Linked DNA regions of Hordeum vulgare: region 1 is linked to region 2. The links are chromatin contacts, called in public HiChIP or PLAC-seq maps. All regions are on one chromosome and are shown on one strand. The core of a region is the stretch at or near the end of the contact, and the rest is flanking DNA. Distances in the headings are between cores, read along the strand shown.

Region 1 (2,700 bases), core at 178-2,677, 350 kb before region 2:
CTCACCATGTTGGCCACCAGGTAGAGCAGGTGAAGCATGGCAATGTTCAGACCGGCGCAGATCCTCCGCCCGACGCCGAACGACATCATTTTGATCCCCGTGTTGCCAGTCACGTCCACCCCTTTGCCGCCAGCCAGGAATCGCTCTGGAATGAACTCCATGGGCTTCTCCCACTCCTGCTCGTCCCTACCCATCTCGGCCACCATGAAGTTCACTGTGGAACCCTTGGGGACGAGGTACCCGCCAACCTCCACGTCCTCCGCTGCCATGTGCGGCAGCACGAAGTGCACAGGCGGGTGCTTCCGCAAGCCCTCGAGAACCACCGCCTTGAGGTAAGGCATGCTCTGAATGTCTTCCTCGGAGACCTCTTCACGGTCGTCCTTTGTCCAGGCTTTGATTTCCTCGTAGAGCCTCTCCTGGATGGCCTTGTTTTTTACCAGCTCGGCCATAATCCACGTCAGTGCGGTGGAGGTGGTGTCAGCCCCTGCGGTGAGGAACTCTGAGCAGAGGTTGACTATCTCGTCGTCGGTGAGTGGGCGGTTCCCCTCCTGCGGGAGCCTGACGTCGAACAGCGTGTCCACGTACGAGTGCTCCAACGTGGTTTCCGATTTGCTCTGCCTCGGCTCGCGCTCGCCGTTCCGACGCGCGTCGATCAGCGGTAGGAAGAGCTCCTTCTGCCGCCGCCGCAGGGAAAGCATTTTCCGGATGCGTCCGGAGAAGAGGTGCTCGGCGACCGATGGGACGAAGGCGAAGACGGACATTTTGCTGAACATGTATCGCACCTGGTCGTTCTGTGCGGCGGTGATGGTGCGCACCACGTTCTCGTCAAGCCTCTCGCCGAAGCAGATGGTCAAGAGGAGGTAGAACACGGCGTATTGGAACGTGGCCGTGACCGGGGCAGGCGCCCCGCCGTCGTCGGCCTGGCGCCGCAGCTTCTCGACGAGCACGCGGCGGGCCCAAAAGCGTGCATGCGTGAACTGGTGGGCACGTGACGGGTGCAGCGTCTCGGCGACGAGGTTGCGACGCAGTAGGCGCCACACCGGCCCGTAGCCGGCGCGGGTCACGGAGTAATTGTCGTCCGCACCGAGGATCCTGGCCGTTGCGAAGCTGGGGCGGTCGGCCAGGGCGGCCCCGCGCTGGACGAGCGCCGTGTGTGCAAGGCGTCGGTCGGCGACGAAGATGGCCAGCCTTGACCCCACTCGCAGCGACATGATGGGGCCATAGCGCCTGAACAGCCGTTGGAGCACGGGCTCTGCCTCGGCCGGCGAGCTCGTCAGCCCTAGCCACGCAGTGCTGAATAGCAAAAGCAGGGACGACGGGCCAGGCGGGAGGCGCTTGCCATCGCCCTGCACAGGGCGGAAACGGAGGAGTAAAACGAGCGCCGAGAGGATCGTACTCGTAATGAGGAAGAAGTGAAACGTTGCCATGGTGCTGCTGTAGCTGGCTGTGGACCAATGTCGGCTAAGTGGCTGCCATTTTTATAGATCTCCTTTCACTTGCGTGTGAGATCCTGAGTATCCTAAGCAACGTAGTTGTTCGGACAATCTCGAGTTTGTAAATGTGTTAAAAATCACGGTTGCACATGGTGTTACATTTAGCGTTAGCGATCACTATGTGGAGGAGTAGTTAGGAAGCTTGCATGCGTGTCAAGTTAGGGCACCAATGATTACATTGGGCGGGTGTTGTTCGGCTAGGTGTGCTAATAGGCTGCTTGTCACATAGTGAGTTGCGACCGTGTGGCTATGCTTCATCGCAAAAACACACACACACACAAAAAAAAAAAACATGTGGCTGTGCTAGTTAGACATGTCCTTAGTAGGTTTGGTGTTCCGTTTTGTGGGCATGTAGTGATGCTATAGGACTCATAAAATAAGGTTTGTCTTCTCTTATTTTGGAGAGAACTCATAAAATAAGGTTTGTCTTCTCTTATTTTGGAGAGAACTCATAAAATAAGGTTTAGAGAGAACAAAAGATGATCTCTTAACACAATATGTCTCGCCATGTTTTTAGGAATAACTAGTTATTAAAGATAAGGCTAAGAGATGATCTATTATAAGACATTTCTTTTGTCATCTTTAAATTACATGTAAGATTTAAGATAACATCATCTTATCAACTATTGTACATGTAGAAAATATCGATCGAGTCTGTTTGTTAGCTCATAGCCTTGAGTCTATGTATATAGACATGATAGACACACGGAAGCAGGTTACTTGCACGTTTTACATAGAAGCTCACATACGAAATTAGGCCAACTCCAACATCACACCCAAACGCCTGAATTTAGTCCATTTAAGGCCTTGTTTGAAACTACAATAAATTATGACAATATGAATTATAAAAATAAATTATACACTACTAGAAAAAAGGTTGTTAGTGACACACCTATTTTGGCTATTAATTGCGCACTATAGGTGCGCCACTACTAATAAATAGTAATGGCGCACGCCTGATGCGCCACTGTTAATTTACATAATAGTGGCGCATCACCTGGTGCGTTATTACTGTCCCAGAAGTGCGCCACTGTTGTTACTCTAAGGGGCCATGTGTATCTTGTGCTCTGGGTTATGCGCCACTCATGTGTTTATTCATGTGCGCCACTAAAGTGCAATATGGTGCGTCACTACTATGAATATTAGAAATTATATTTTTTGCTTTTCTGATATTTGCACAGGTTACAAAATACATTACATCACAAAA
Region 2 (2,700 bases), core at 190-2,689:
GCACAGCTACTTTCCTGGATTTCAAACAAAGCAGCAGCGCGCCAAAACATTTACCCCTATCGCACCGGACCAAGTAATTTTGCGCCATGCTTTGATGTTGCTATGACTACAATTTCAAACTCAACCACATGGTCCATACTATGATGCGTGTCGTATGAAAAATAGCAACACATGGTGCAAGATAAATATAGCTGCATACCAATGGATCGTGACATAGCAAGTATCCCGGACACTCGGTGTCCATTCCATTGGATGACCTTGCCTCCCGCAGCCTCAATCCTCGCGCGCTCATCCTTCCTGTCAGGCTGAAACAACAAGGCATAACATAGTCAGAATTTAACCCAAAAAAGTGGATGCTGTACCTATACTATGATGCTCACAAAACCTTTGTATACCTTCTGATCAATTGAGAGAGCAACAGGCTCCTTCCCGCGCGAGAGCACGATGCGTGAATCGCCACAATTGGCCACCACTACATGAGAGGAGCAGACCACCACTGCAACCGCCGTCGACCCCACGTTCTCCGCGGCGATCGGCTCTAACCGGGGCTCACCGTCGACAAGCCTGCTTGCAAGCCCCGACACCTCGTCATCCACTGTCTGGAAACACTTGGTGAAGAGGTCGTCCCAGTGCTCCTTCATGTCCACATCGCTCATCTCCCCCAGATCCTTGGGGGGCCTCCTCAGCTCCTTGCTCAGCACGACGTGGAGCCTCTCCCGGCAGTAGTTGGACACCTGCTCGACGACAGATCGTCAGATCACGGGGCTCGCGGCGACGAATCCGATGGGAGGGGAGGGGGGCTTCCAGCCCCGGCATATGCATACCTCGGAGCCGCCGTGGCCGTCGAAGACGGCGAAGAGGTGGGAGGGGAGGCGGAGCGCGTCGGCGTCGAGCCCGAGCCCGTCGAGGTCTTGGCGCCGGGCGAGCAGGCGCACGGGCACGTCGGCGAAGCGGGGCACGGCGGCGCAGGCGTCCTCCATCTCCCCGCCGCGTCCCGGCGTGGCGACGCAGCCCCACACCGGCTCGCACTCCATGAGGTAGACGCTCCTCTTGCCCCCCGCCACGAGCGCCGCCCGCCCGTCCCCGAGATCCAGCCGCTCGACCCCGCCGCCCGCCGCCGCGCACTCGGCCGCCGCGGCCGGATCGCGCGGCGCCGGCTCGTCCTCCCCGCAGATCGCCGCAGCAGCCGCCATCCCGGACGCTACAGAACCTCCGCCCGCCGGCCCCGTGAACCGAAAAAGGAAAGACAGCGGCCGCCGACTCGCCCGAGAAAGAAAGAAAGAAAGCGGCCAGAGACAGACCCGCGCCGGAGGGGTCCGGGAGGGAGGCAGCTATAGGGGCTGGGCTGCTGCTAGGCGCGGGTAGAATGGTGGGTGGAGCTGAGGGAGGAGGGTGGGGGGAGGACGAGGAGGATGGATGATGGTGTGGAGCGCGCGCGCGTGTCCGGGGAGGGGAAAGGGGGAGGGGATTGGAGCGGGCGCGCCGTACCGGGCAGGTCTTCTTCACCGGTCCCTCCCGTCCGGTGTGTCTGCTGCCAGAGGGGTCCGCGTGGCCATGGCCGCTCCCGATATTATTTTCCTGTCGCCCGGGCCCGGCCCACGCCACCCCACCCCACCTCACGTACACTTGTTCAGAATCCGTGCTGATTTGTCACTTGCTTTTTTTATTTCATTTAAACAACAAACATTTGTCACTTGCTTTTTTTCTTGTGCTCTAGGGGAAATGGATGGTTTTATAGTGAAAAGAAATGTGGCAGGCCTAACACATGGACTGGGTTTTGGAAATGGCTTGATACAAGCATATGCTCTGCTCGTGAAAATTGCAGCCCTTGTCGATGCTCCACCCGGTCGGGTTCCTAAGACGGCGGAGCAAAATGGCCTCCGTTCAATTTGCATCGTGTTGTGCTGGCCGATCAGTCGGAGCCATAGTGTAGCTCGAGGTCTCGGCTTATCGTCAGCAATGCATGGGCCATGCAGGCGCATCGTGCGAAAACCACACACGTGGGCTCCTTCAGTTAAGGGGGAAGGGGCGAGGAACCCGTAGCCTTACGACACAGGCGACCGGTGCGGTGTGCGAGGAACGACATTTATTCTCTCCCGCATCAGTTGTCTGTTTCGAAAAACTCAAATTATTGATGACGGCTATCTTGTTGTGTATTGTTTTTGTGTTTTTTTTTGGCCCTCCAACCCAACAAACCCTTTCTCTCTCTCTTTTCTTAACATGGAAAACAACAAACCCTTTTGAATTACAATTACAATTACAATTAGCATATGCTATTCCAAGTCACACGGGATTAAAATTATCCTATGCTTGGCATCATTGAAAAAACAACACTGAGATAGTTACATTACAATTAGCATATGCTATTCCAAATCACACGGGATTAAAACTGTCCTATGCTTGGCATCATTGAAAAAAAAAACACTTACAAGTTTCAGGAGGACGTGGAGGAAATAAATTATTTGAAGCATGGATTTTAAATGAAAAAGCCGCGGATACTCAAAATCCGAGCGTATCCTCCGATGTTGATGACACGGCGGCCATTTCGGGATGGGCGACACGAGCAGACAAAATAAATGGAACGAATTAAAGAACAGTACTGCTACTACCCAGCAGGGCCCCACGCCTAATCAAAGCCTGTGGAGCAGAGCACCACGTGTCCGTCCGTCGCCATTTATTTTCTTTCCCCTCGCAGTTTCC

Evidence for each region. HiChIP or PLAC-seq counts read pairs in DNA pulled down with a chosen protein or histone mark.
Region 1: a contact with region 2 is called in an H3K4me3 HiChIP or PLAC-seq map of embryo, with 7 times the contacts expected there. The contact joins the promoter of LOC123417389 here to the promoter of LOC123448346 in region 2. A contact is called at or near these places in 1 of 6 Hi-C or Micro-C datasets (leaf) and 1 of 1 datasets of contacts at active chromatin or transcription factors (embryo).

The regions. Positions count from the first base shown.
Region 1 is chr1H:487,477,035-487,479,734 of MorexV3_pseudomolecules_assembly, reverse strand. It overlaps LOC123417389 (cytochrome P450 89A2-like), which reads right to left and starts at 1,427. Exons shown (of 1, transcript XM_045106897.1): 1 at 1-1,427. The coding sequence starts at 1,427.
Region 2 is chr1H:487,126,087-487,128,786 of MorexV3_pseudomolecules_assembly, reverse strand. It overlaps LOC123448346 (protein phosphatase 2C 50-like), which reads right to left and starts at 1,439. Exons shown (of 4, transcript XM_045125185.1): 1 at 825-1,439; 2 at 396-734; 3 at 200-305. The coding sequence starts at 1,193.